7 separate regions of the Mus musculus genome follow, and all the other regions are linked to region 4. Evidence: chromatin contacts called from public Hi-C, HiChIP or PLAC-seq, capture Hi-C and promoter capture Hi-C data. All regions are on one chromosome and are shown on one strand. Each heading gives the region's core, a stretch centred on a gene start, on an enhancer-like site or on the middle of the called end of the contact. The rest is flanking DNA. Distances are from core to core; before and after follow the strand shown. Region 1 holds the start of Slc25a13 (solute carrier family 25 (mitochondrial carrier, adenine nucleotide translocator), member 13). Region 2 holds the start of Nxph1 (neurexophilin 1). Region 3 holds the start of Ica1 (islet cell autoantigen 1). Region 4 holds the start of Asns (asparagine synthetase). Region 5 has its middle 3.9 kb from the start of Gm38765. Region 6 overlaps Ica1 (islet cell autoantigen 1). Region 7 overlaps Dync1i1 (dynein cytoplasmic 1 intermediate chain 1).

Evidence for each region. Promoter capture Hi-C pulls out the DNA fragments that hold promoters and counts their contacts. A called contact is a pair of places that touch in the nucleus more often than the background predicts. HiChIP or PLAC-seq counts read pairs in DNA pulled down with a chosen protein or histone mark. Capture Hi-C pulls out chosen DNA fragments and counts their contacts.
Region 1: a contact with region 4 is called in a capture Hi-C map of embryonic stem cells, with 3 times the contacts expected there. The contact joins the promoter of Slc25a13 here to the promoter of Asns in region 4. A contact is called at or near these places in 1 of 39 promoter capture datasets (embryonic stem cells), 2 of 484 Hi-C or Micro-C datasets (both in embryonic stem cells), 5 of 115 datasets of contacts at active chromatin or transcription factors (all in embryonic stem cells) and 3 of 9 other capture datasets (adipose tissue, embryonic stem cells and liver).
Region 2: a contact with region 4 is called in an H3K27ac HiChIP or PLAC-seq map of embryonic stem cells, with 4 times the contacts expected there. The contact joins the promoter of Nxph1 here to the promoter of Asns in region 4. A contact is called at or near these places in 1 of 484 Hi-C or Micro-C datasets (embryonic stem cells), 2 of 115 datasets of contacts at active chromatin or transcription factors (both in embryonic stem cells) and 1 of 9 other capture datasets (adipose tissue).
Region 3: a contact with region 4 is called in a FOXA1 HiChIP or PLAC-seq map of pancreatic cancer cells. The contact joins the promoter of Ica1 here to the promoter of Asns in region 4. A contact is called at or near these places in 8 of 39 promoter capture datasets (the 3T3-L1 cell line, cranial neural crest, embryonic stem cells and 4 more), 1 of 484 Hi-C or Micro-C datasets (the N1E-115 cell line), 8 of 115 datasets of contacts at active chromatin or transcription factors (embryonic forebrain, embryonic stem cells, epiblast stem cells and 5 more) and 3 of 9 other capture datasets (embryonic stem cells, liver and macrophages).
Region 5: a contact with region 4 is called in a FOXA1 HiChIP or PLAC-seq map of pancreatic cancer cells. The contact joins the enhancer-like site here to the promoter of Asns in region 4. A contact is called at or near these places in 9 of 39 promoter capture datasets (the 3T3-L1 cell line, frontonasal cranial neural crest, hippocampal neurons and 4 more), 1 of 484 Hi-C or Micro-C datasets (the G1E-ER4 cell line) and 1 of 115 datasets of contacts at active chromatin or transcription factors (pancreatic cancer cells).
Region 6: a contact with region 4 is called in a Hi-C map of the N1E-115 cell line, with 5 times the contacts expected there. The contact joins the enhancer-like site here to the promoter of Asns in region 4. A contact is called at or near these places in 9 of 39 promoter capture datasets (the 3T3-L1 cell line, 3T3-L1-derived adipocytes, frontonasal cranial neural crest and 4 more), 1 of 15 datasets of contacts at CTCF or cohesin (large pre-B cells), 3 of 484 Hi-C or Micro-C datasets (the G1E-ER4 cell line and the N1E-115 cell line), 10 of 115 datasets of contacts at active chromatin or transcription factors (the NIH/3T3 cell line, embryonic forebrain, embryonic limb bud and 6 more) and 4 of 9 other capture datasets (adipose tissue, embryonic stem cells, liver and 1 more).
Region 7: a contact with region 4 is called in a promoter capture Hi-C map of hippocampal neurons, with 4 times the contacts expected there. The contact joins the enhancer-like site here to the promoter of Asns in region 4. A contact is called at or near these places in 5 of 39 promoter capture datasets (the 3T3-L1 cell line, the C10 cell line, hippocampal neurons and 1 more) and 1 of 9 other capture datasets (adipose tissue).

What each region holds. Positions count from the first base shown.
Region 1 is chr6:6,214,872-6,218,760 of GRCm38.p6, forward strand. Slc25a13 (solute carrier family 25 (mitochondrial carrier, adenine nucleotide translocator), member 13) reads right to left here and starts at 2,302. Exons shown (of 18, transcript NM_001177572.1): 1 at 2,125-2,302. The coding sequence starts at 2,139.
Region 2 is chr6:8,947,740-8,951,545 of GRCm38.p6, forward strand. It overlaps Nxph1 (neurexophilin 1), which reads left to right and starts at 2,280. Exons shown (of 2, transcript NM_008751.5): 1 at 2,280-2,568. The coding sequence starts at 2,515.
Region 3 is chr6:8,776,255-8,780,198 of GRCm38.p6, forward strand. Ica1 (islet cell autoantigen 1) reads right to left here and starts at 2,230. Exons shown (of 14, transcript NM_010492.3): 1 at 1,818-2,230.
Region 4 is chr6:7,691,954-7,695,877 of GRCm38.p6, forward strand. It overlaps Asns (asparagine synthetase), which reads right to left and starts at 1,256. Exons shown (of 12, transcript NM_012055.4): 1 at 1,156-1,256.
Region 5 is chr6:8,800,463-8,804,261 of GRCm38.p6, forward strand. No RefSeq gene overlaps it. Among named protein-coding and RNA genes, the nearest start is that of Gm38765, 3.9 kb to the right of the region's middle. Within about 2 kb of position 2,504, at least 18 of the 459 cell types and tissues checked have an H3K27ac peak or open chromatin away from gene starts, as enhancers often do. A contact at or near this core is called in pancreatic cancer cells, where this site is marked.
Region 6 is chr6:8,740,587-8,744,911 of GRCm38.p6, forward strand. Ica1 (islet cell autoantigen 1) reads right to left here. Exons shown (of 14, transcript NM_010492.3): 5 at 1,669-1,792. Among named protein-coding and RNA genes, the nearest start is that of Ica1, 36 kb to the right of the region's middle. Within about 2 kb of position 2,040, at least 26 of the 459 cell types and tissues checked have an H3K27ac peak or open chromatin away from gene starts, as enhancers often do. A contact at or near this core is called in the N1E-115 cell line and embryonic limb bud, where this site is marked.
Region 7 is chr6:5,852,840-5,857,124 of GRCm38.p6, forward strand. All of the region lies in intron 6 of Dync1i1 (dynein cytoplasmic 1 intermediate chain 1), which reads left to right. Among named protein-coding and RNA genes, the nearest start is that of Gm34527, 35 kb to the left of the region's middle. Within about 2 kb of position 2,897, at least 4 of the 459 cell types and tissues checked have an H3K27ac peak or open chromatin away from gene starts, as enhancers often do. A contact at or near this core is called in hippocampal neurons, where this site is marked.

The DNA of each region.
Region 1 (3,889 bases), core at 1,052-3,551, 1.5 Mb before region 4:
TGCCACCCTGATATACACAGCAAACTCCAGATCAGCCAAGGCTACTTAGTAAGACTCAGCCAAAAAAAGAAAAAGAAAAAAGACAAAAGACATAGAGAGTAACTGCCCAGATAACAGTTCAAAGTGAAGTCTCTCCAAGCAACTGGTCTATCTTTGTTTTGGCAGCTAGACAATGCTGTCACCTGTGCCAAGCACACGTTTGGTTTCTATTAATCTAAGTTCATCTTACTTTCTCGTTATTTGTTTGTTGTTGCTGTTGTTGTTGAAGACAGGGTTTTTTAGTTTAACAGCTCGTGTCTATCCTGGAATTCACTTTATAGAGCAAGCTGGCCCCTGCCTCCAATGCACTGGGATTAAACCTGTGTGCCACAATGCCCAGCTTCTCCTTACCTTCTCTTTATCCTGACTTTCTCATCCACTTACAGTTGGTTTTGTTATATCCTATTGGAAGGTATTCTATATCTATATATGTCAGCCATCCGAACTGAAGAGAGGTGACTGTCAGTGAATAAATAACAAAGAAGGCAGGTTTCAAAGGGTAAAGGTGACAGGAATGTTTCAGTTTCCTTGGCCTCCTGATTTGGATAAAAACCAACTCTCCCTGATAGGATGTGTCTCAATTACAAAAAATGCAACTAAAAAGTTGAGCCTGCTTCTTCACTTGTTACTTCGTATCTGCCCAGTCTTCTATTCTGTTTCTAGGCATATGTCTCAATTTAGTGCCCATCAATACTGCATCTCCAATTAAAGTAACGTAAATCAAGTGACAAAACTCCCACACAGGTATATAAATGATGAGTGGGTATTTACTCCAGAGAACTGATTTATACCAATCGTTATATCATGCAAAGTTAATGCAAAGAAAGGGGCTATTGGCTTGAAAGAACTAAAGTAGCTTCAGAAATAAATCAAAGTGCCCATCCACAGACTCATGCGCAAATACACCCAGTGCACACTCCTGAGGGTTACAGAGGAAGGAAGGCCACTTAAGGCACTGAGTCTAGGAACAAGAAAACTGAGGATTTGGGGAGCCTGGAGAGACTAGTCATAGAACACTATTTAAATATATTTGTCTGCTTACAATTTCCATTGCAAATGTGATTAGTTTGCCTGAATAAATCAGAATATGATGTGGTGGCCATGTTTTCCTCTTCAGGGTTATCACAGAGTTTTGATTAAGGACAAATGTTTGAAATGTTGGGTATATTTAAGTTCACTGCACTTAAAATGATCTAAGAAGTTGTATAGGCTTGATTAAAGGGCTGCCTTCGTGAACTTAAAATTAAAAGCAATAAATTCCAATGACTCGAGTGATTGGGACTGAATATGGTATTCTGCCAGAAAAGTTGAAATGCAGTCCAGAGAGGCTGAAATGGTGTGCAGGTTTGAAGAACCGGTGAAAGAGGAAAGGTCAACCTGTCAGAGCTGCCTTCTCCCTGGGTTCGTGAACGATTCACATTACACAGAATTCCTTTTAAGTAGAACTTCACAGGAGTGACATGCTCCCAGCACAATCTGTTTTGTCATTTTCAAAAAGAAGCCTCTCTGAGGCTCAGAGGCTGCCTTGTAAGTGTTGTCAGATGGAGAGAGAAAGGGGAAGGATGGAAGATGGGAGGTGGGGGTGGGGGTGGGGAAGGGTCCAGGGCTAGCTGCGCACAGACGCAGGCCAAGTCTCCCAGTTTCCAAAACGGAAGTCAAGGTGACTTCCCTACCAGCGGGAGGGCGGAACCCTTGAAATGTAATAGGATAGGCTTCAGGCCCAGTTGGGGCCCCTGGAAGGAGAAACTCAGGTCAACAACAGTCGGGTCAGAAGCAGGAGAACCCCAAAGTAGCAGAAGGGTTTGTGTGTCCCTGGGCTCTTCCCTGCCCCAGGCTACCTGGCCCCATTCGCGCGCTCCTCCTTGCTGGCCAGGGCTCGGTCCCGCGGGACACCGCTCCTGGCCAGACCAAGTGGGAGTGTCCGGCTGGCAAAGTTTCTGTAGCACGATCGGGCCGCGGTACCCACGCGGCCACAAGTGCAGTCCCCTGTGCCCCTTCCTCCCTCAGCTGCAAGGTGGAACCTCGCATCTACTACCCCGGCTGGACCCCTCTGGGCTCCAGATCGCCCCGGCCCGCCGTTCTTACCTTGGCGGCCGCCATGCTTCGGCCGGGGTACAGGCGGCTTTGAGACCTGCTCTCTGGTTGGATTGCACCGGGGACCCCGGCGACTCACTTCCCGTCCCGAGCAGAGGTGGGGGCGGTGATTCTGCCCGGCAGCGTGCGCGCCTGGCCTGCTTCCCCACGCCCTCCTGGCGCGGGTCATGCGGGTGCCGTCAGCCCATTGGCTGGGCCCGGCCAGGGCCTCCCGGGCGCGCGTGATCTAAAGGCCTCTGCCCTGTAGCCAGGGAGGGCCTCAGTATGGGAGCTACTGAGGGGCCAGGACACGTGACTCAGACTGTGCTGTCCAGCTTTAGTAGCCATTGTCGTGTATACCCCGGGGGCAAGGGAGAAATGCAAGCCACTGTCTCAAAAGACCGGGGACTTGGTGAGCTGAAGCTGCAGCTTGGGCTGAGGCCAAGGGCTGGCTAGGTCAGTGTCCATGAGAGAGCCAAGTAAGAGTGGTTACCACACAACACCTGGACGTTGACATACATACTCTCATAGATGCACACATTGGGTCAGGTTCTTGCCAGATTCACCTTGGTTTTTGCTTCAAGATGGACCCCACTTTAATGCCATCATGAAATCCCTGAAGTATTGACTAATAGAAGAAAAGATAACAAGCAGGTGACTAGCCTCCTTTGTGGCTCTAACTTGATAAACTCTTGAATATGGTATAGAACACACATTTGTAACAACTCTATTTTGCAACAACTATATGAGGACAAAAGAGGTCAAGGCCTCAAAGAGGTGACAAACTTAAAAAAAAAACAAAAAAACAAAAACAAAAAAAAACCCTACGAGCTATTGTTTGCTCTCAGGACACCATAAGAACAATGAAAACAGGAAAGGCTCTCAGAGATTACTCCTGAGGTAAGACTGTCAGTCCAATGCGTAGATAGCAAGAGATGCTCCAACCATGACGAATGAGAGGAGACAGGAGACCCAGAATTGCTGAGGAACCCAAGGGTTTAGTCAGAGAAGGCAACCTAAATTTAGGGACTGCTGGAGGAAGAGTATGGGCAACAGGAAAGACCTGAAGGTGCCTTCTAAGGCTGGAATCAGTATACTGTAAGTACTAATGTCGTTAGGGTTCCACTCAGTTGCCATAATGTATCCCAGATTCACAAGTTAGAAACTAAATCAGGAGTATGAAACACTCAAGTCCTATGGGCTCTGCCCTAAGGTCTGCATCAATGGCTTCATAAAAAGGGGCTTGTAACCCTTCCATTCTCAGCTCCAGAAAGGTGAGAGCTGGTGAACCAAGAGTTCCAGGCCACCCTTATCTATATAAGGAGACGTGTCAAAAAAGAAAGAGAAGAAACAAGCTCATAGAAGTAAGTCTACTCTCATTGTCCTCTGCCGTGCGAAGCTAGAGCTTTCCTCTCTCTGGAAGATACAGTACTCAGAGAAACATCTCGGAAACAGAGACAAGACCTTGACTTGTTGAAATTGTGATCCTAGAGTCCATAGCCAGGGTGACAACTACGAGGAATACGTTTTTAGCCTTACTCTCAGGCACTGTGTGGTAGCAACATGAACCAGGCTAACACTGGTATGATAACACTGGGCATGAGTCAGGACTAAACTATCAGAATATTCCAACAAGATGGGTTGGAGTGAGACAGGACTCTGTCTAGTGTATGAAAAGCCCAAGAAAGAAGCATTTGCCTTCCCGAGGGCTCGCGGTGCTCCTGTCTCAGGAGACAGTGAGCATCCCGTTTTTCTCTAACTCTGCTTCTGGAGTGTG
Region 2 (3,806 bases), core at 1,030-3,529, 1.3 Mb after region 4:
AAGATCAGGCTCTGACTAATGGAGAGCGAAATAGCCAGCATTCGAGAAAGGCCTTTATTGATGCCCACCCCTGCGGCCTGAAAGTGGGCATGTTAGAAGAAAGACCTGGTCTCAGTCTTTATGGAGCTGATCCCATGCTTGAGTGTGGGAGAGGGTGAAGGCCACAGGGAAAGAACCAGAGCTGCGGTTTGAGGGGGAATGGTGGGCGCTTGGGGAAGCATGGACATATGGAGAGAATGGGTTTGGGAAAAAAATTTAAACATAAGTAAAAAGATGCAAGGGCACAGAAAAGACTTAGGGGAGAGAAGGAGAGAGGGAAGAGCAAGAGAGAAAGATGAGAGAGGGAGAGATAGAACACAGATAGAAAATTTTATCCCCCTTTCTTGTTTTGCCCAGCCCTTGGAGAAGAGTCCAGAGTCCAAGGTCGCACAGTCCTCTCTGCTGCCTCGCTCGCTGAATGGCTGGCAGTCCGCAGCATCCCCGCCTCTGGCCACCGCAGCCACAGGTTTACAGTTCCCGGCAGCAGCGCCCCTCCCGAAGCCAACTGGAGCACCCTACTCTCTCCAGCACCCACCGTTGCCCTGTGCACCTCCCTGCCTCACTTCTCGCCACTCCCCTGGCGGTCGCTTTCCTCCCAACGACCCCCTCCCCCCCCAGGGGGTGCTTTGGCCACCAGAGACGCAAGCAGGGCTCATTCCTCCCTGAGGGCCAGGAGGCCCGCAGAGAGCCTGAGAGTGGAATCTATTTACACGCGGTATTAATTAGTCTTTGAGGAGTCGTTCACCCACGTGTCAATGTAATTGTTGGTGTCCCGGCTGTAGGCTCGACCAGCCGCGACCGGGAAGAGAAAACCGCTCAGTCGCGGCGGGGAGTTGAAACCGCGCTCTGCGGAGCGTCCCCCCGTGGCCGGGCAGGACCTCGGACAGCGCCCGCGACACCAATCCTTAGTCGCCTTGGGGCTTTCCAGCCTTGCTGGTAAAGCTGGGGCTGCTTCCTGTGCTTGCAGCTTCCAAAATTTCGTCACCACACCCCTTCTGAAACTGGGACTCATCGCGCCTGTTGTGTGGCTTTCTTTTTCTTCCGAAAGGTTCGGGTCTTATCGCTCAAGTTCAAGTCCGGAGGACTTGCCCAGTCTCCTCCCCTTAAGTCATTCTCTATCCTCTGGCAACCGCGGAAATCCGGGAGTCCTAGGCTGCTGGTGTCAGTGCCAACACAGGCAGTCCGGGTCGGTCGGGTGCAGCAACCGGGCGCATTCGTCTCTCTCCCTCCCTTTCTTCCTTCCTCCGTCGTCTTCTCTACCTGCCCCTCCTTCTCTTGCCTCTTAAGTTTCCTGCACCGGGAATTCAACTGTGCCAAGCCTAGGCTCCCGCGGACCAATCCGGATCGCGACCCGGGCACTGGGACAACGACTCCGCCAAGGCTGGACGAGGCAGCTGGACCTGTCCTCGCCCGAGCATGGAGACGGAGCTCCGGGGAGGGCACGTCCCGGGCGCTGGAGACTCCAGGCCGTAGTAGCTCCTCCATGGAGCCTGTTCAGAGCGGTTCTTGCTCGCTGCATTTGCCTCCAGTCCTGTGCGGTATGTACCGGTCGCCTCCACCGTTCTTGGCAGGGACACGTTGGGGCAGGGTGGTGGTCATCACCAGGAAGGGACAGCGGGGTGAAACTCTTCTTGGGCATAAGGCATGTCTAATAGGTGACCCTCAGAGTCCCAGACAGGTTTCTACTGTAGAAGTTAGCAACTGGCTGTGCCCCTTCGTTCAAAAAAGTAGTGCTAGGGATGTGATTGTGGGTGTCTATCTGTATTTCAGGAGGTTCAAATGGGTAAACTGAGCCCCGCTTTCCTATATGCAAATTGCACCCCCCTCCCCACCCCCATTTCACGGGTACCTAATCCGGGTCAGTTCTACCTACCCTTGCCCTGCCCGCACCCCCCTCTCTCAGTCTCTTGCTCGCTTGCTTTTGCTATCTCTCTCTGCTGCTGTGTACGTGTGTGAACCCTGCCAGGGCTGGCGAAGAACCAGCCGCCGCCTTTAGTCCCAGCCTCCCGCCTTCAAACACTAGGGCAGGTCTGGCTGCCAGAGACAGTTGGCCTCCTAACCAGCCTGTGAGCTGCTCTCTCTGTGCCTAACCCCTTCTGGCCTCCGCCGTTCGGGCGCTGGCTTCCGAGACGCGCCGGGCTCTGGGAACCCCCTGCCACCGCTCAAGCCCGCCCGCTCGCTCGCCCGCCCGCCTGCGGACCGCACTCGCTTGTTCCTGGAGCTGGATTGGCTCGCTTTTCCAATCTTTGCGTCCCCCTTCCAAGCTTTTTGACTCCATCACTCCACACCAAGAGCCCCTTTCCCCTCGCTTGATCGTCAGCCTTGTCCGCGTGGTCATGGGATGTCTAATTTCATTTGTATCTAGGCTGCTGAGAGCGCTCCCTGCTCTGTAAAGTGGATGTCAGGTGGATCTATGTTTTTGAAGGAACAAAGACTCAGCCAAGGCACCGCCAAGGAAGTTTGAGAGGAGGGAGGATGCAGGCTGCGTGCTGGTACGTTCTTCTCCTCCTGCAGCCCACCGTCTACTTGGTAAGTGGCGATCGGTCCGGTCCGGCATCTTTGAGATACCTCCCTAGCCTGGAGGCCAAGCAACTGGGGTGAGAGGGGGGGGGGTGCGGGAGGGCGAGGCCGCCAGTTCAGTGAGAGCTGAGTGTTCCCAGAGAGTGGAAGAACTTTGGGAAGCTTTGGTTTGGATTCCTGCGAGAGTTTTTCAGGCTCTCATCCTCATTTTTTGCTCTATTTTCCGTCTCCCGGATCATGATTCTTAACAGGACCTTACAGGTCCAGAAACCAGGAGGTAGTAGGCGAGGATGCCTTGGGAGGAAGGGGAGAAGAAAGGTATTGGGAATCATGAAACTCTTAGCAGCACTTCTTCCCCCACCTAGTTTAAATGAAAGGGGGTGGAGGTGGGCTTGAAGAGCCGAACAGGAATCTACTCACTGCCCCACTGCCCCAGCGCCCCCAATTTGGGTTTGTGGCACATCAAGAAAGTGCAGGTAACTCCCTGAGACTTACAGGGGTGCAGCTGGTGTAAGTTTATCCGCCAGACACATAGCAAACGACCAGGCAGTTAGGTCAGAGATACACCTGCAAACATAACCCTCTCTCGCCTTCCAAGGTCCAGTTGCCATTAAATAACAGAAGCATAGTTTCAGTGAGGGGTTTCTTTTTAGGGAATGGCAAGCCTTGTCACTAGGGAGAGAATCTTGTCCTGTCCAGGTTCCTCCAGAATCAGTTTTCGGAGGTTTGGACTTGACACAATCTTAGAACCGACGCGGGGAGAATCGCTCTGTGTGGCTAGGGAGTTGTGGGCATCACCGCGAGCCTAGGAGAGTGTGATATTTTCTCCGCGTTTGATTTCTCAGAGGGCCAGGGACACTCGCGTTCTGCCGGCGAGGTTGAGCCTAGTGTTCTGAACTCCACAGCAGATTCCGGGCCACGGGAGTGCACCGAAAACTCAAGGTGTTCTGTGGAGGGGCGAGGAGCGCAGGCGCTGCGGTAGCAGCTGGAGTTTTCTAAACCGGCTGGATAAATGGGACTAAGAGTGGTGTTAGTGTCTTTCATTCCCAAGAGCTTCAGAATCCACCAGCCCGGATACTGTGCTATCCCTGCAAGTGGCCGTGTTTTTCGGTCTTAGCTCTGGCGCCTGCGATCGCGGGGCTGAGAGTTCTGTGAATCCGGTACATATGCGCGCGCGTGTGAGTACGTGTATTTACCCGGTTCCGGCTTCCGGCTGCATCTCAAGAACCCTCAGCGTTGCCAGTCTT
Region 3 (3,944 bases), core at 980-3,479, 1.1 Mb after region 4:
ACCTGAACCACCCAGAGCTCCCAGGGACTACACCACCAACCAAAGAGTACACATAGAGGGAGCCATGGCTCCAGAAACACATATAACAGAGGATGGCCTTTGGGACTTATCAATGGGAAAGGAGGCCCTTGGTCCTGTGGAGGCTTGATGCCCCAGTGTAGGGGGATGCTAGAGCAGTGAGGTGGGAGTGGGGGAGTGGATGGAGGAGAACCTTCATAGAGGCGAAGGTGAGGGGGAAGAGGGGGGATGGGGGGCTTGTGGAGGGGTAACCGGGAAGGGGGATATCATTTGAAATGTAAAGGAATAAAATGATTAATAAAAATAAATAAATACATACAAATAAAAGCTGAGACCTAAAAAGGATCAGAAACAATTCAGAGTGGGCAGGGAGATGGCGGGGCAGGCAAAGGTGTTTAGGGTACAAAGTTGGCAACCTGAACTGAACACCAGGAACCTATGTAGAGGTAGAGGAGGCAACCAAAGCCACAGAATTATTATTCTCTGACCTTCACATGTGGGGCATGCAAGTGTTCACACATCATGCACAGCAGACATGTGTGTGTGTGTGTGTGTGTGTGTGTGTGTGTGGTGTGTGTGTGTATGGTGGTGTGTGTATGTGTGTGTGTGTGTGGTGTGTATGTGTGTGTTGAACAAAGGGTAAGAAACATTTTGGAGTGTGAATTTCATAATCGTGTCCTATTTTATTCCCTAACTTCTGAGCGGTCAAGATGTCAGATTTAAACCAGAGGATCATGGGAGCCAATCTGAGAGACTGCCGATATAAACACTCACACATGCAGTAAGTTATCGCTTAAAGAACCATAATGGTCAGCAAATACTCCATGTGTCTTCCTCCATTCATAACCATTTTCAAACCAGCTGGTGATGTCTTTTCCAGGTCCATGGAATGTTTAGTTAGCAGCTGCTCAGGTTGATGGATAAACCCTTCTTGTGCTAGATTCAATGCTATCTAAAAATGGAGAATATAGTCTCATTTCTAGACCTTAATGCCCACCAAAAGACCCCAAACGTTATTCACGGATATGGCACGTTAAAGGCTCCAAAGAGTGGTTCAGAGGCTTTGGAACCCTACAAGTCAAAAGATAGTGTGAAGGTTAACGGGGGAGCCGCTTGGGAGAAAGACTGGCATAACAGGATATTACTTTCAGAGGAAACAGGAGCTGCATCAAGCCTGGGCCAGGAAAGGCGGAGTCAGCAGCGCAGCACCCAAAGAAACCCCGCGTGCCAGGGTTTGCAAGAACGTGGCGTGCTCAGTGACTCTTCCTAGCCCGCAGGGGCCAACCACAGGCCTCCTGGCACCAGTCATTACAAAAAAGGTACCCATCGGCTCTTAGCAGTCCCTGCCAAAGACTAGCATAGGAGGAACGGCAAAAGTAAACGTCAGATACCGCTGCAGGTGAACTTGTCAACAAGTCAGCTCTAGACGAAAATCCCAGTCCAGAGGGGACCTGGGAGGAAGGGAAGGGTAGGCCAGCACCGGCTTGGGTATGGGCGCAGGTGCTCTCTGGTTTCCCTCCCGCTCCCTGGGGGCTGACGCACGCTCCTAGGGCGCGCGCATCCTCCACACATCCAGGCCCGAGGGAGGATCTGCGGGAGGGAAGAGGATGATGCTCCTCCCGCACCCGATGGGGGGGTGGGTGTGTGGATGAGGTGACCCGCCTGGAACCCGTAGCCCGCAAAGGGCAGTAGAGGCGGCCTTGGCTTGGCGCCCCCGACCACCCGGCCACCCGGGCGTCTCCCACTGCAGCATGCAGCCCGCCCGGCCCGCCCCCGCCCCGGCCCTGGAGGGCAGGTACCTTGGTGCTCCGGCCCCCAGGAGCCTCCCGGCGGAGATCCTAGCGTCCCTCCAGCTCCCTGCGCCGACGTCAGCGTCAGCACTGGCGAGGGAAGGGGCGGGGAGCGCAGGAAGCGGTCCTTCCTGCAGCGGCCGCCGCCAGCCGGAATAGCAACGCGGAGCCGGTGCGCGCCGCAGCGCAGCGCGGCGGCCCGAGCCGGCGCCCTCCCCTCCGCCAGAACCCGCCGCCTCCCTTCCTGCGGGGACAGCGGCCACTCTCTGCAGGACCCAGGGATCCTGGTGGGGGAGGGCGGTGGTCTCACCTGGTTTGGGGCGGATCAAGGATGAGAGGACCGAGTGTCCCTCTCTCTACTCCCTGGGGTTTTCCCGTGACCCCCATGTCTAGGGTATCTGGCGTTTGGACCTGCTGCCAGAGATGACCCCGCCCCTGCTCCCTAGCAGGTGTTCCACGTGTCCATAGCGTTCGCGTCACAATGACCTGTCTACAGGTGGCTGACGCCTAGAACACCTCAGAGTTCCTTCCTCGGTTTGTGTAAAGGGTGCGTGCTACTTTATAGAGTTTGGTTACTTGAATGGACAGGAGATTTCGTGAGGTCAGTGCCAAAACAAGTAGGTTTGCATCTGGAGTCCAAATTTGGGCTTAAAGGCTAAAAAGGCAGTGTTAAGAAAACAGCTGGGTATGTATTTACACACTTTTTTTTAATATCCATATGCCATATCAGTCACCTATACTTACTTTAGACAGTGTTTCATCTCTTCTTATCCTTTGTCACAAAACACAAACCTCAGTTTCTGGAGTACCTTGCATATCACAGGAGAGGGATATCAAATAATGGTTCCCAATGCTGTCTATACTGATAGAGATACTGGGCTCACCCCTCCTTCGATGTCATAGAGAAGTTTGTTGAATGATCACTGCTAGGAACAGCTAGTAGGTGGAAAGAAAAATTACTTAGTAATAATGCAAACAAGCCAGAAATCCACAGCTAACATAAAAGGGTTGTTTCCTGGGTGCCAAACCAATACTGTGTCCTTCACACTGAATTTTTTGATGGCCCAATATGGTGGTTAAAATTATCCCCGTTTTAAGGGTGAAGATACCGTAGCTCAGAGTTCCCTACGGAAGACTGGTGGATCTGATAGCCTTGGCATGGCTCAGTAGTGAAGAACCAGGGTTGAACCTAGGGTTGTCTGAACCAAGATTTAACCTGAGGAGAGAGTGGGGTTTAAAGCATGGTTAGGGATAACTCAGTGGCTGAACACTTACCTAGCATGCACAAAGCCCTGGGCTTGGTCCCTAGGAAAGCAAAGTAAGAAAAGTGTCCAAACATAGAAAGAAATGCTAATTTCTTCTAACATCAGAGGTACGCTGAAGGGCCAAATTTCCCTTGACTCATACCAGTCTTCATACCAGTCGCAATTTATTAATTACATGAAAATATAAGAATTCCACTCACTTATCAAAGATTGGTTTTGAGGCAAATGCATTTTTTTTTTTTTATAAGAAAGCCAGTGTCTGATGTGTTGAAAGTGTCCCCTAGAAGCATAGTTCACTGGGACCTAAGCTCTGGAAAGAACAAAGAAGTAGATTTACAGAACCATTTAAGGGCTAAGGCAGACACCTTGGCCAGAAGTCTGAGAGCCTGTCAGTCACAGAGGCTGAGTTTAGCCTTCAAAGACAGTACCTGCCATCGAAGAACCCACAGGATGAAAGCAGGGTCTGGCCAGTGTGAACAGAATCCCCCTAGCTCCCAGAGACTTTAAGAGCACACCTTAAGTGATGTCTTATTCATTTATTTAATTTGTTTTTTTGAGGCATGTTCTAGTTGTGTAGCCCAAGTTGGACTGGAACCAGAGATCCTCCTGCCTGGGATGGATGCTGAATGGTTAGATGATAGGATGTCCTCCCATGCATAGCTTTAAGTGACTTTTCTTCACCTCCAGCCTTGTTCTAGTGCTTAGGATAGGATTTGAGGAAGAAAATAGTTCTGCTCATCCTACATCACCCCAGGGTACTTTTACCTTTCCACTAAAAAAATTCTCTCCTCCTGGACTGGAGAGATGGCTCACAAGTTAAGATCACTGGCTACTCTTCCAGAGGACCTGGTTTCAATTCCCAGTGCCCACA
Region 4 (3,924 bases), core at 6-2,505:
AAACATACCTTAACATGACACACCCTAAATACGACAACCAATACAATATAATCAAAATTAATTATATTTACACTACTTTTCCTAAATTATTAAAACCGGGCTGGAGGGATACTTTAGTGGTTAGAGGCTGCAATCAAACATCAAAACATCAAGCGTTCGGTTTTCATAATCATCGAAATCGACACATTACACTCTTACCACATCTCAGTTCAGACTAGCCAGCATTTCTAGGGGTCAGTCTATGAAAGAGCACAGGCTCCCCGCTGGACAGCGCCGCTTTCGTACACTGAACTGATAGTTCTAAACTCCACTGGATCACCTTAAGACCTCAATAATCAACCCGTGGCCTTGTGCAAGTCTTACTTCAAATGAATATTATAGTACTGACATCAATCAACGAAGAGTTAGCTGTTAAAACCCGTAGGCCACAGGCAACGAAAAATCAAACTCGCCCGTGTATTTTAAAAGTTATCTTATCTGAAACTAGACCTGTGAAATAGCTATCCATAATTAAGAAAAAAAAAAAAAAAAAAAAAAAAGCACGCCAATTCCTTTGCCTTTTCCCGTACTTGGTTGCCTGTCTCCTTAAACAGATTTTTCCCGGCGTGGCTGCGAGTATGGAACTGGAGTGGAGGAAGGGCCTGAGCAGCGAGGTGAGTGAGTGCTCAGAAATCCGGATCCAGACAGACCCAGAGACACTCGCTCTAGAGCTTGGTAGAGCCTCTGTCCTGCTGGAGAGCGAGACCCCTACACTAGCCTGGGGCTCCCAATTACAGCTGGTCTTGTGCAAGCGTCCACCTAGTCCCAGGCAAAACCTTCGGATGGCTGAAATTTCCCAGATCTAGACGTCATACAGTAAAAAAAAATATTTATGGTGTCTAAATGAAGGCCACCTTCGCCTTCTGTCTGGAGCGGCCCTGCCTCCGCGCTGCACTTCGCTCACATGAAAGCTTTCCTGGCAGCTCCGTCCTAGGTGCGCAACAATCGCCCCGCGCCCGCCCCGCCCTGCCTCGCGCTGCACCGCAGCATCGGTCTGGCGCCGGACCCGAGCGCTCCGCATCCGAACTCCCGGGACATGTGCCCGCGCGGACAGCACATCCTCCGGCCTCCCAGGCGAGCAGAGCGCTCCGCGCTGAGCACCCGGCTCCCGCTTACCTGAGCACTAGCGGCCAGGGCCAGAGAAGGTGGAGCAGAGGCAGCGCAGTGACAAGACCGGTTGGAGGCCGCTTCCCACCTTAGAGTCGCCGGGCTTCTGTAACGCGTGCGGGAAGTTTCATCATGTGGCTGGGACCCAACCCGTGCGCAGGGGCGTGGCCCGCAGTGCTGACGAGCGACGCCAGGCGGGGCGGAGGCCAAGGCAAACGTGCATCCTGGGGCCGAGAGCCAGGAGGTGTTCTGCTTCTGTTCCTTAAGGTGCTGTGACACTGCAGGCAGGATAAGCCCAGAGGTCGGGCCGCCAGGTCCAGTGTCCCATCAGCAATAGATCTCCTACTCCTTAATTGTAGTCTTCAGTACTTCCTAACAGAGTGTCTGATATATAGATGTGGATACATAAGTAACATAGGAATACCTAGAAGGACACCACACACAGACACACACACACACAAATAACTACTACTACTGAGCAGCTAAGAAGAACCCCAGGTAATCTCCCTGCAGAGATTAAAAGCACTCTTGAACCAATAGTGCCTACAAATTCATTGTACAATAAAAAGAAATGTTTGTCCTAAGAAACTGTTGTGCCAAGGTTAACTTCTTCACAAAGTCTCCATCAAGTTGATAACATTAAGTTCAAATAGATCAGTGGACCTTGAACATACGGACAAATCCTCTTCCAGAGAGCTGTAGACAGCAGACCAATCCTCTTCCAGAGAGCTGTAGACAGCGGACCAATCCTCTTTCAGAGAGCTGTAGGCAGCGGTCCAAACCTGCACAGCACTGTGGAGATGGAAGCAGGAAGATCAAGAGTCAAGGTCATCCTCTTAAGTAGGGAGTTTGAGGACACAGGGACACACACACACACACACACATGCATGCACGGACACACGCACACCTATATATAAAGATTCTTTTTCAGTACCTCAAAAAAAAAAAAAAAAAAAAAGACCTTCCTCAGCTTGACTAAAAGATTGGTAGTATGCTCTTAGTATTCCCTCGGATAGGGAAAATACACCATGATTTAAAACACACACATACACAATTTTACTGCATTCTTTAATGAATTTATAGTTACTAAACATCAGCACCCAGTAGATTGAGAAACAATGAAACTGTGCTGTGAAATAAACTAAGATCAGATTTTAGGCAGCACTTAGAAAGCCTCTGATCTTGTTGTTCCACAAGGGATGTACTGCACTTGTTTGACCTTGAGAATATCAAATTTTTAAAAAGTCCTTTAAGCTCCTTTAAATACAAATTAAATCTTTTCTTCTCAATAGTTGTTGGAGGGTGAACCCATCTTCTAACTTTTTAACTTATCTTAAGCATATAATCACATAGGGATAGCTAGCCTTTGTTACCTTTAAACTCTTTGTGGCTGCAAAGGGCTTCTTTGAGTTTAATAGTATCTTGAAACAAAGGTACATTGTTTTGTTTTTGACCCATTTACATTTCTAAGGTTAGCTCTTGAAGAATAGCATAGGACGTCCCCACCCAGCCCTTTGGAACAACAGTGAGTTAATTTATCAGCTTGCCCACCTTCTTCACTCAAAATGTTGCAGTCCCAAGCTAGGTGGACTTACCTAGGTCAGAAATTCACCTAGGTCAGGAACACAGAATGGAGACCCCTTTTCCTGGAACTCAGGGATCTGCAGGCCACTAATAGTTTCTCAGAAGACCCTGATTGCCTTCTGCATTAGCAAGCTACTAGGACACAGCAGCTAAAGATAGAGCCTTTGATTCTGCCTCTTCTGACATTTGATCTGATATCTATAAGCCCTTTTCTTCGACACTGAAACACAGTTGGACATGGAACTTCTCGTCTTCCTGTGTGTCGTTCCTGCTTCTCATCCAGTTTCATCTATGCCAGTTGGCAAGCTATACAGTGAGAAGGACACTTCCCTATTCAAGGAAGTCAACTCTAGCTGTAATGCTCTGTCACTCGAGAATTTGTCTGACCTTTATAAAACAAAAGCTGAACTATTAATCTAGGTGGTACGGATAATTGTTTTGTGGAACTCTATAGTTTCCTGTAAGTAGGAATAAGCAAACTTTTTTTATTTAGTCTGAAATAAAAGAAGCAGGGTGCCTTAGTCTATTAGAGAGGATTGAGGAACAAGAAAACACTGAGAAAATTGGGGATAGGGGTTGATGTAAATGGTTACTAATGTACAGGAATGGTCAGTAGTCATAACCAGAGTAATTGGAGCTTTAAGGAGTTAAAGGCAACAGAAAACAACTGGGCATGGTTCAGAGTAGAGCTCAGAGAGCTGGTGACCTGTGAGCAGAGATTTGTATGATGCTCCCTGCCTTTTAGTGAGAGCCTCTTCTATCTGCTGTGCATCATTTTGATGTTACATCCCACAATTATTCTTCTCTTTTTGTCAGTTATGAGAACAATGGATGATTGAAGCAGATAGATCAACACACCAAATTGCGTAGCTGGCCAGGTGGTCCACTTCTAGGATGCTGACAAGAGCGATCCCATGAAGCAGCTCACATGGCTAACCAAGTAGAAAGAGGCTTCGAAGAAACTGGCATGCACACCTGAAAGGGTGTCCCTGCCAACAGCTGGAGCTAGTCCATAGAACAGGTGAGGAAAGCTAACGAAGAGATGCCCTTCTAATAGAAAAACCAACTGATAGAGCAGAGTTCAGAAGGGAGCTACAGGAAAGGGGTAGCATGCAAGAGGAAAGAGGAAAAAATGCTACTTTTTCTCTAATGCAAGAGGGGAAAAGTAGTGTGGTGTAGGTAAATCTGGAAGTA
Region 5 (3,799 bases), core at 1,254-3,753, 1.1 Mb after region 4:
GTGCCACCACTGCCTGGCCCTCTCCAAAATTCTTAACTGTGTGCTGTTCCATACTTTTAGGGACTGGAATAGTATTAGTCAGTCCAGTGCTGAGTGCCCAGTGCTAAAAGGCCATGTTTTGCCTCCGTGCTGCTGCAGGAGTAATGTGAGTTGCTTGGTGTAAACCTTGGGCACTCCCTGTTGGAGACACCTTCACACCAGCACATGTTCATCCTGCTTTCCCCCTAGTTTCAAGTGACCTTTTTTCCTTGGCTGCAGTCTTTTGAGGGTTCGGGACATTTTGGTGGAAAAGCTATGAGTGATCTCAAGGATCTCACTACCTCTTGAGCTGAAAATTTCCAGAATGGAACACAAAGGGAAGACCCATAAATTGGCCTTTTTCCTTCCATATTATTTTATTTTTATTCTTTTATTGTTTTGAGATTATAATATAAAACATCACCCATTTCCTTCCCCTTCCAAACTCTCTCTTATACCTCTCCTCACTCTGTTGCCATTTCATGCCTCCTTTTTCACTGATTGTTGTACATCTGTATGTATATGTGTATGTATGTATGTATGTATGTATGTATGTATGTATATTTCATATGAAACTCAAGTTTAAAAATGTATTGCCAGAGTTTAAGACATCACTAGGTAGTTGCTTTAGTGTTCTTTCAATAAGCTTATCTTCTCTCAGACTTATATAGGACTGAGCAATCTTTTTCTTCCTAAGCTTTTTTGTTATCTTGGCAAGGCTGAAAATGTCAAAATTATTTTGAATTCCTTTTTCGGAGTTACGTCATGTTTTTGGTTGGTTGTTGTATTAGGTACTTGCTTCACTGCCGCAACACAATATTTAATATAGTGATGCAAGGAAGGAAGTGTTTATTTTATTTCATAGCTTAAGGATATAAACCATTATGGCAAGGATACAGTGGAGAAAGGAGCTTGAAGGAGCTGGTCGCATTGCACTCAAAACAATCACAACTTCACCCTTGTCAACTTGAAACTGAAACACATTACTTTTAACTATACACTTCCAACCCCTCACCCCAGAGAGGCTAACTCATAATTCAAGATATGTTGAATCTAACATCAAAAGTCCTATAGCACTTAACAATTGCAACACTATTTAAAAACCTGAAGGACAAGTCTTAGCTGAGACTATAGGCAGTTTCTTAACTGTGATTATCTATAAAATCAATAACAGATTGCATACTTCCAATATATGATGCTACCGAATAAACATTACCATTCTGAAAGAGAAGGATGAGATCATAGCAAATATTTATCAGACAAAAGTAAGACTAAGCACAGCAGGGCAAATACCAAATATTACAACTCTATGTGTGGCCTTTGAGGTTCATGATGGTGTCATTTGGCCTACAAAGAGCATAGGCAGTTCTGCTGCCTGTAGCAAACATAACTTCTCTATTGATCAGGTACCACTCAATGCACACAGCTTTCTTCAGGATAGTTCATGATCATATATTGTCTCTAGCACACTCAAGTCTCTGCACTTAAATTTCATCTGTAGAACTTCGTTCAGTGGCATCTCCTGGCCTCCTCATAGGGACTCAGACCCTGATACACAGTTACTGGCCTCATAAGCTCTCTCGGACCATGGTCCAAGACTCCACAATCTATTGAATCTTTCATTGTTCATGGGTGCAAAATTTTTACTACATGGGCAACACTTCGAACTTCTGCCAACTTCAGATAGAGCCTAACCTGTGAGTACTGACCCAAGGGAACTGCTTCCCTCATCAGCTGTCTTCAAGAGGCAAAGTCAGTTTAAATTCCCTTCTTTCAAATGAATTTATACTTTCATATATCAGAGCCTCTGATGGGTGGAATCTGGCCATCATTATACCTTTCCTATTGTCCCAGTGCAGAGTAAGTTTCATTTTAACACTTACAGTCTCAGTCAGAAGCATGCATAAGGCCTGGGTCAATCTCTGGTACTGCATAAACTGGACATGGTGGCGCATGCCGGCAATCACTGGAGAAGTGTAGGCAGGTGAGTTAAGAATTCAAGGTTATCTTTGACTACATAGAGAGTTTAAGGCTAGCCTGGGTACATGTGACCCTGTCTCATAACAAAGCAAACCAAAGCGCTCTAGTCCTTGGAATAAGTTCTGTAATAACTCATTCTAAGAAACTACAATTGTGTTTATGTTGCTCAGCTCTTCTGTGCATTTCCCTTCCATTTTTTCAGTTTCTTTCCCTCTCCACTGTTTCTTATCTAGAATTTAAAGCCTTTTTTCCATCCAAATTATGTATTTTGAGTCATATTCTGATGAGTCATGGTGGGATGGGGGGCAGGGTATGTGGAAGACAGAGCAATGTCTTGGAGTTATTCAAGAATGAAGTTAATTACATAGTATTTTGATTGGCTTCTGTCCCACTTTTAAAGTTTTCCATAGCTTACATCAAAACCAACGACCTAATCAAGACATTCCAAACCTTTATCAGTCCCCTTAGCTGCTTTATGAGCCTTGCAACACTGCTTTCTGCTTGCCCCCTCTTGCTCACTGTCCTCCACAGTCACCCTCCTCCCTCTTGACTCATCCACACAGACTGACTGACATCTCTAATTGCCAAGGCCACCCTTTCCTGCAAATGTCCTCCAACTTCTAGCGACTGCCAGAAACTTCTACCCGACTCCTTAATACCATATTTCTGCAGCTTCTATGCTTCTCCCAGATACTTACTGGAGTTCTCAGAATGTTTACCAAAGCTATACTAAATGAAAACTTTCAAAATTAAAAAAAAAAAAAAAGAACAAAGAGACATTAAGCCAAACTTTACTCCAGTGCTTCCCAAATTTCAATAAAGAAATTTATATATACACTTCAGTCATTTAGGCCAAGGATTCTATAATCTACCTTGTGTTCACTAACATATCCACCACAGTGCTTTGGATTCTGGCATTTAACAAATGTTTGGCTCAAAAGTCTGCTGTCAATTAATGACGGAAGTTTTAGATTTAGCAACACTCTTTGAAGGCAGGTTATCAAGTGAATTCCCTTTCCTTTGTTTTGGTAACATCTGCACTAATTCTTCACAGTGTTTCATTCCAGACTGTTATACTCCAGTGTTCATATGGTCTGATTCTGTCCTAACACTACTTTTAAAAGGAGCATGGAAGGCATTAGATATCATGAGGGCCTTGTTGAACAATGAGTATTTGGGTGGATTTCCCTTTCCCCCCATTCCTCTTGCAGACCCCCTGCTACCCTGCTCTCCCCTGTAACTGCTCCTTGCTCTCTTTTTTCTTGTCCCACAAAATCTGATATTCTTTACAAATGCTTCTGTCACAGCAAATCAATTAAAAACTTGTAAAATACTTATATTTTGGAGGGCCTCTGTTTATTGGAAACTTTTAGAGACGGCTCCTAAATTCAAACAATGATCTCAGGATTCTCATGGAGAATTTTCAAACCCGTAGTCCTGTAAATCTCAGCATATATTAACTGGAGTAATTGTTATCTAGAGCTTTATACCAAATATAATTCCCCAAGCATGGACTTGACAGTGAAATCTTTGAGATCTAATTCCACAGAATTAACACTTTGGTGACCTGAAGCTAATGTAGTATCTCACAAACTTGTTTGCATTCAGAATCGCATTTAAAGTTCTGCAACGTGTCTATGCATGATGGCCCACATTTGCAATCCCAGCACTCAGGAGAGTGAGATAGGATCAGGAGTCCTAGGTCAACTTGTACTACATGGTGAGAAGTTATCTCAAAATAACTACTATCTAACTAAGCAACTAACTAATTTAGTTTATCTAAAGAACAATTAAATCTCCA
Region 6 (4,325 bases), core at 790-3,289, 1.0 Mb after region 4:
TGTGGGGTCATTTTGGTATGCAGTCATACAGACTGTAACTGGGTAGTCGTAAGATAGAATAGCAAATGTGATTAATAATAGTAACCCTCAATGTGATCTGGATTTTAACACTGTTTTTCATAGTTTTGGTACATAGGCACACTTAAACGTTTTCTCACTGAAATCAGTGAAACTTACAATCTAAACATTAGAACATTTATTCTCTGATTTGCCAGCAATCAATTATCCATATAATATTGAAAGAGGCTATGTACACAAAAGAATTATCTACCAAGGGGGTTATAATGCACTTGTTTTAGAGCTTTTCTCTTTTTGGTTTGTTTGTTTGTTTTAAGCATTAAAGGTACAATTCAAGATTTTAAGAAAATACTTTAAAAAAACTTAAACTGTGGTAGAGAACAGCTGGCAACGGCAATATTCAATTATGACTGCTGCCACTGCATACAAGACAGGGTCCAAATATAGCAAGAACCAGAGTGTCCAAGAATGGGGCCACTGAAACGCATGTACACACTGCCAGCCCCCCCCCTTTAATGCCACCTTTCTTGGGTTTCCATAGGAACGCTCATGTGAGTTGCCAATCAATGGCTTGATCTTGGATCACAGGGAGGTAAAGCAGTAGGGTAAACAGTAGGGGAGACAGGCAGACAACTGGAGTAAGTGAGTTGCTGAAGCCAACATAATCTTGTTTTTGTCGTTTTGTTTGTTTGTTTGTTTTTTGAGACAGGGTTTCTCTGTGTAGCCCTGGCTGTCCTGGAACTCACTCTGTAGACCAGGCTGGCTTCGAACTCAGAAATCCAACTGCCTCTGCCTCCCAAGTGCTGGGATTAAAGGCGTGCGTCACCACTGCCCGGCACCTACATAATCTTGGAAACTACCTGCAGAGCTTTCTTTAGGTATAATTCTGTGTGATATTAATGGAGACATTTTCTTGGGCTTGTTCATAGGGAAGGAGAGATTGAGTCTCTTCTCTCTAGCAGCAGCGGTGTGGCACAAACGCTCAGAACTGGTGTTTGTTTGTTTGTTTGGTTGGTTGGTTGGTTTTAAAGGCCAGATACATTAGTTGAGGTTGTGTTTTGAAATTCATCAGCTCTGTCACAATTTCCTCTGTACTGGAGACTGTCAAACTTTGCTGTATATCAGAATCAACTGTAGATCCATTTGAAATGTAGAGGTAGAGTTTGTGGGTGTGGGGGCAGGGTCTAGATTCTGCTCTTAACAGGCTCCAAAGTGATGCTCCTGGCCTCGGGCCTGAGGGGTGTGGTCCTGCATCACTACCTCTAGGCCATTCATTAGCCCTCAGAGAGCAGAGTGGGAACCCTTCAAGCTGGTCTCATTAGATTCTTGCTTTAATCAAATGCTTGAAAGGGGATCAGCCTGATTGTTATGAAGAACTTGAAGGTCAAATGTAATCACTCACAAAGATTGGCATACATATTGCCTCCCACAGAGCAGAAGACAAACAAGATTAAATACCAGGGAAGAAAACAAATCCTTGCTGCTCTCTATATCCGAGGGAAGTGGGGGCCAGCTAAGTAGAGAGAGGAGTCCCTCAGGTTTAGGCTAAAGGGTTCTAGACTGCGCAACTTCCCCATGGGGAAGAAGCGGGTCCCAGATTCTCTGGGGGTCTCCCAAAACAGAGCTTCCAAGAAGGCCGCACACACACACCTTTGCTGGGAGGAAAAGCAGAGGGCCTTGCCCGTGGCTTGCATCATTTTTCCTGCTCGGGTTTTGTCTTGGAAGCCTTGAGATCGAAGAAACTTTCCCAGTTCATTTTCCTCTTGAGACAAGACTGGTGGAGAAAACAGGGAAAGAGGAGGTGAACAGGTGAGGATTTCTATGACCAAGAAAGTGAGGGAGACAACTTACAAGGCCCTCTTTCTTCTGGGGCAAAGATGAGAGGAAATTAAATCCAAGTGGCAGGCTGCAAGGTAAGTCCCTCCCCCTCCCCCACCCAACCACTTAAAGTCCATTCACAATAGGAGAGATCAAATTCACTCGAACACATCTGTCAGTGAGTTGGTGCCCTGTAATCAGAACCAGAAAATGACCTCTGTGCTGAAAAGCGAGCCCACAATGTGCTGCCTCCAGCTGAAATGAAGGAGTTGGGTTTGTCAAGGCAGACAGACGGTGGGGACCTTTTGTGGCTGCCTAGAAAGCAGTGCTAGCTGCCTGCTATTACTCTCTCTTGCTGACTTCTGATCTCTGCTGCCTGAGTTACAGTCTGTCCTTTGTAAATCAACTCAAATCCCTCATCCACTAGGAAGCAAGTTGGTGTTGGACGTGGGGACGGAAGATGTGTTAGGCCCCCAGGTAAACCAGTTAGTAAATTTTCAAAATACAGAGCTGGAACCAAATCTGGATTGGTTCTACTTAAACTATTTTTAGAGCCAAGGGCAGATGGGGCAATTTAGTAAGACAGTGATTTGGCACATGCCTGCCGCCGTCTACAGACTGATTTGGTAGAAAAATGTAAAAAAGTCACGGAACTGTATAATCCTTTTGATATCACTCTTGTACCGTGAGGAGTACTACTGAGTGCACTCTCAGGAGGTAACAAAGGAGTCACAAAAATGATCAGAGCCATTATTTATAATAGCAACAATTTTTCTTTTCTAGAAACTGATTCAATATAACCCGAACATCCATGAAACCGCCAGAAAGGACCCCAAACATCCACCATCGTCAGAGCCACAAACACAGAAGTGTGCGGGCTTGCAACACAAGCACTCTACCATTGAGCTACATCACTGGTACCGTGTACGGTGTATGCGCACTAGTCACTGAGGCCAGAGAAGAAGTTCTTCCAGTTTGTGCCTTACTTCCTTGAGACAAATCTCTTAGTAAATATGGAGCAAGGCTAGAGGTTAGAAAGGCCCAGAAATCCTCTCAATCCTCCCTCCTCACCTCTCCCAATCTAGCCAGCTGTAGGGTAACAGGTAACATGGACCATACCCAGCTTTCTGAGTCCTGGAATCTGAACTGAAGTCCTCTTATTAATTTATTTTCATGCTTTGCTTGCAAAGCAATTGTTTTTTACTCACAGAACCGTATTTTTAGTCCTATCCTCAACTTCCCAATCCTTTGGCCTCTACCTCCTACATGCTGAGGATACAGGTGTGTATTCGTATATCATCTGTGTCTATAACCACATCTGAAGTGTCACTAGAATTCTTGTCCATTTTACACCATGCAACAGATCTGGTACAAGGGGGTTTATCTGGGGGAAGTGATGTAGCCCCTGATCATAACTCATGTCCTGCAGCCAGTTCTTCACACACTGTATATGCAGCATACTCAATAAAACTGTTTTCCACTGTGATCTGAAGGTTGAATTATTTCACTAACCCATCAGGCTCCCTACTCTTCAAATTGTACCCCATTATTAGTATCAATCTCTCCAACAACTACACAAAGTTGGATAGGAACCACAAGTCTAAAGAACTCACTGCTGCTTGCCTACATGTGACTACAGTTCTTGCGCTGCAGCAGAAAGTCCTGTGGCAGGAGGAAGGGTTTTTGGAACCCATTTAAAAAAATGAGATAACCAATGTCTCTTTTCATACTTCTCTCTCAAGATCCAAATTCTCAAAGCCTGTTGTGATGAGGCATGCTTATAATCCCAGAGCTCAGGAGGTAGAGGCTTGAGAGACTGAGGTCAGTCAAGGCTACAGAGAAGAGATCTGGTCTCAAAAATAATCAAAACCAAAGCCAAACAAACTACCACCATGATTAACAACAAACAAAAACAACCAAATAAATAAAGTTCACAGAACCACAGATCCAAGCCCAGCTAAAGGCTTCCTCTGGCTGAGACATGGTCAGTCCCAATTTTTTTTTCTGGACAGCAGTGCCCTTTGGGCTCATGAATTAGCCCTTGGCACAGTTGGGTGGCTGTCAGGGTGTGTGAGCATGGGCCTGTGTCTGTCTGTACCATGAGACTCTTCCTTCTTTGGCTTTTCTTTTTGTCCAGAAGAGCAGAAAACCATATTTTCGTGGCACTAACTGAATGTGAAACTGCACTAGCTTTAACTTCTGCATTTTTTTGTTACTGCACACCGTATTTCATTTTAAATGCTTGTTTCATATCCATGCCATATCTATAAGATTTCCTTTTCAATGCTATATGTATTTCTCTTCATTGACTAATACGAGGTGCTTCCAATTCAACCAACAACCTTTCGCTTTCTATGGAAAGTAACATCCCATTTTTAGCTTCTAACAGCAGCTGGCTACTGTGACTTAAAAACAAAACAAAGCAAAACACCCTTAAAGACTCAAGTCACATACAAACAAACACATTTAACTTTAGGCCCAAAGAAATC
Region 7 (4,285 bases), core at 1,647-4,146, 1.8 Mb before region 4:
TCTCACAGAGAGCGAGCCTAACATTGGCAAGAGCTTGAAAGCAGGCAAGTACGTTCAAAGTAGAAGGGTGCATGGTCAGGGTACCAGGTGTGGTAAGCTTTGGATGCCTGGTCATGATACTTGGAGCAGTAATGTCCAGTGCTTAAATTATGGATGTTTATAGTTTACAAACCTGGGTTCAAGTTCCTTCTCTACCATTCTCCAGTTCAATGAGCATGGAAAAGCTCTCAAACCTCTTGCCTGTAGAGTCAAGGTACCAATAGCATCTTCTCAGGTGGGTGTTTGAACAGTAAATAAGATATATGCATACATCACACTGCTGCTTGTGATCAGTGCATAATAAATGGCGGGCTTCATCATCTGCATCCATACCTTCTTCTCCCTGACCACTATTGATTAGCATAGGGTGTGGAAGCTGTGGAGTCTGTTAGGTTGGAAGGCGACCACAGACAGTACCATGACAGCAGTGCTGCAGTGCTCTGACTTTCCAAGGAGGCTGAGAAAGGATTTTCCTCCAGATGCAGACGCAGCTCAGCTGGACTCAGCCAATAGCAGGACGAACGAGTGCTGAGCATGATCCAGATGTGGGCAGGGGAGACGTAATAATCCTACTGCTGTTAAAGATGACAGAGAAGACTGATAGAAACTAGAGAGAGCAGCCACTAGTTAAAAACAATCATTCTGTCAATGATGGAAGCAAAATGGGCAGAAGCCAGAAGAAGCTCTGAGACAGGAAAAGGTAGGCACAGTTAGGACAAAGCGCAGCCTCAAACAAGGCAGCCCAGGGAGAGGCAGTGAGCAGCCCTTCATGCAGCTTAGATGGACTTTCTCTTCTGGCCCTAGAGGGCACTTGCATGCAAATGGTACACACAAACTCAACTAACTGTAAATCAAACAGCCAATCAACCAATCAACAAAGACGTAAATCAATCTTTTTCAATGTCACTAAGATAGCTCTTTTGGCATGCTTGAGATAGTTACCCAAGAAGGTTGCTGCAGTAGAATAAGCCTGGCAGGTCCTAACTGCTTTAGCTTCCTGTCTCGCCATGCCATCATTCTCTCTTGCTTCTGTGTAATAACTCTTGCCTAAAAATTTCCATTGGAGCCAGGCTGGTGTGAACTTTTAAATAACCCTAACAATTAGCCAAATAAAGCTCTTTGTTTTGTAAAGTTACCCAGCCACGGGCCTTGTGTTACAGGAGGAGAAAATGAACTGATACAAATCCAGAGAAGCCTCACAGAGGCAGTGCCTGTGTGTGTTGTACGCTTCTTCTGGGGGTCAAGGCTGCTGACCAGAGGTGATGGGAGAGATGAATGCACAGGAGGGGCAATATTCCCCACACCTGCGTGACAGAGATCAGGCTCATAAGAGAATCTGAGGCCCAAGCTTCTATTTAAGGTCTGGCTGAAGTGGCAAGGAAAATAGCAAAGAGCCTGAGCGTGCATCAGAGTCACCTGGAGAGCTCCCTCAGTTCCGACTGCTGAGACCCATCCTTCACAGGAGGCCTGAGAAAATGGGCACATAGTAGGTTTCAGGACAACACTTTGTAGGGACACTATTTGGAGAGCCACAGTGCCAAAAGGTCTACACGGCCAAGAAGATGAACAAGGAGAAAAGGTGCGGCTTGTGTTTCAAGCTCACATCAACTAGTTACACACGGCTGATGAGAGCACTCTGGAGACTAGCAAGGGCGCTCCTTGTTCTGATCTGCATTTGAGATGTCCCCACCCAGGCTCATAGCCAAGCTTGTTCTCCATCTGGCGGAGCAACTTTGGAAGGACTTAGAACCTTCAGGAAGTGCAGCCTCCCTGGCAGAAATGTGTCACCAGCAAAGAACCCTTGATGGCTATATCCGGGCTCCTAGTTCCTTCTTCTCTCCACTGCCTGTTCCAATGTGATGGGAACAACCCCTGCCACCTGCTCCTGCCAGGAATCAAGCTGCTCCGCTGTGGCTTTCCTGTCACAAGGGACTGAAACACTGTGAATCGTGAATACAGAGTCTTTCATCCCTTCTATTATTTCTGTCTACCATTTCTGCCATGTCAGGGGAAAGATAAGTAGCAAAGCCCATGACTCTGGGGCTGGGCAATCCGTGAAGATGTCATCCAAACTGTTCTAAGGTCTCCACTCATCAGATGAGGGCTAGAGAGATGGCTCCGCAGTTAGGAGTACTGGCTGCTCTTCCAGAGGTCCTGAGTTCAATTCCCAGCAACCACATGGTGGCTCACAACCATCTGTAATGGGACCTGCTGCCCTCTTCTGGTGTGCCAGGGACAGCTACAGTGTACTCATATACATGAAATAAGTAAAACTCAAAACAAACAAAAACCTGCACATCACAACCAATATCCATCCATGGAGCAGCAGCCGAGAAACTCGAATCCTCACTTGAATCGTGCATGTGCCCTACTTGTAAGCCTTTCAGCTTTGACCTGTTCTGTGGCCAGAACTATATACAGATATCCCACAGTATCCTGGGAAATTGGTTTCAGAACTGGCTCTCCCCCCCACCCCGCCCCCTTGGACACTTAGGTCTGGGCATGCAGAAGTTCCCTACAGAAAAAATGGTGTAGTGTCTGGATGCTACCTGTGTACACCCTACCACACTCTTTAAATTGTGTAGGTAACTCACAACATTGAACACAACACAGATGTTCTATATTATCTGTGAATCTTTGGGATAGAGATTAGCTTTGAAATTATGTTCTGTCTATAGTCTATTAGATGCCCCAATATAGAACTCCGAAATATCAGGGTTCCTTTGTGACTCGATGTTAGCCCCAGCCTGCTTTGCATTTGTCAGATGAGCTAGACAGCAGGCAGAAGCACTAATCTGTCACTCCCGGAGAAAAACAACCCAAGCTCGCTGCCTCTCATGGCCGTGTGCTTATGCTCATTTCCTCTGCTCTGGGAAGCCTGGAGTCCTTCCCTTGGCAGGACGGGCCTGGCTGCTATCCCTACACATCCCCTACTGTTTCCATAGAAAGAATTTCCCAACCTTCTTGTGTATTCTTTTCTATTTTGGTTGTTTTCATAAGATGCTTGTAATGATTTTGTGGGTTGCAGATTAAGAAAAGGAAATTTTTGAAATAGGACGTTCAAAGGACATGCCTTACCCATATTAGGTCAGCTGTGCCATTCCTATGTGTGGATAGAACATTTTCACCCCTTAATAAGATTAGTAACTGAAGATGATATTAGTCACAATATGAAATAATGTTCCCTTTTAAATGTGATGATCGTTCTGATTTATTTCCCCATCTGCGAGATGAGAATGATAATTACCCCTTTGAAAATATCATATGGTCAAATTAGTTAATGTTGGACAAGCATTTCAGAATGAAGATACCTAATAATTTATTAGTGGCTCCGCTGGCATGCAATTTGAGAATGAAGTCTGCCTTTGAGGAATTGGCGCTTGTGTTAATTCATGTTTTCCTTAAATTCCATGGAGCTCACGAATGTACTCTCTCTCTGGGTGCCAGCCATACCCAACTGTGGCACATGGCCTTGTAGCCTTTGCCCAGCTGTGGCACATGGCGTTGCAGCCTCTGCCTGGAGAAGACATGTCTGAGAGGGCAACAGTCTGGCAGTCAGGATCTGAAGTAGAGACTGAGCAGATAAGCCACTCACATACTTCTTAATTTACTGCTTTCCTTTTGATTAAAAGACTTTTGTTTTTCATTTGTGAGGAAAGGAGAAATCTCACAGCACCTCATTTTCTGCTGTGTCCCTCGAGAGCCCTAGACCCATTCATGACCTTGGACAGAACAATCCTATGTCTCAAATGAGACAGGAAACATGAACGCTCATCTTCATTTACTCCCTTCAGTGCTAGCTTGATAGCAGAGCACTTCCTAATTCAGAAAGCAGTATTTTCTCTATTCACAAAGGAATCTGTGGAGAATAAACATTTAATTTCCAATACATAGTGATGGCTGTCCCTCACTAAATTCTGTATTCTGGAAGCTCCAGCTGGTCTCTATACATCAAGTCCGAAAAAGGCTGTGGCTGGCAAAAATTCATATACCTGTGTAGAGGAAATGTTGGTATTTGACCATGTGTCTCTCTGGTCCTTCACTTTCCTTATTAACATATATTTTCTAGACCCCAGGTAGGGTGTTATATTTCTATACATCTCTACAAAACAGTATGAAGCAAGGTAAGAGAAGTTATCAAATATTCAATGTGGGTTTCTTTCCATGGCTCTATGATAGATATCAGTCAAGGGAAAGTCACGGGTTCACAGAATGGAATACTTATTTGTCAAAAAATTAAAATCTA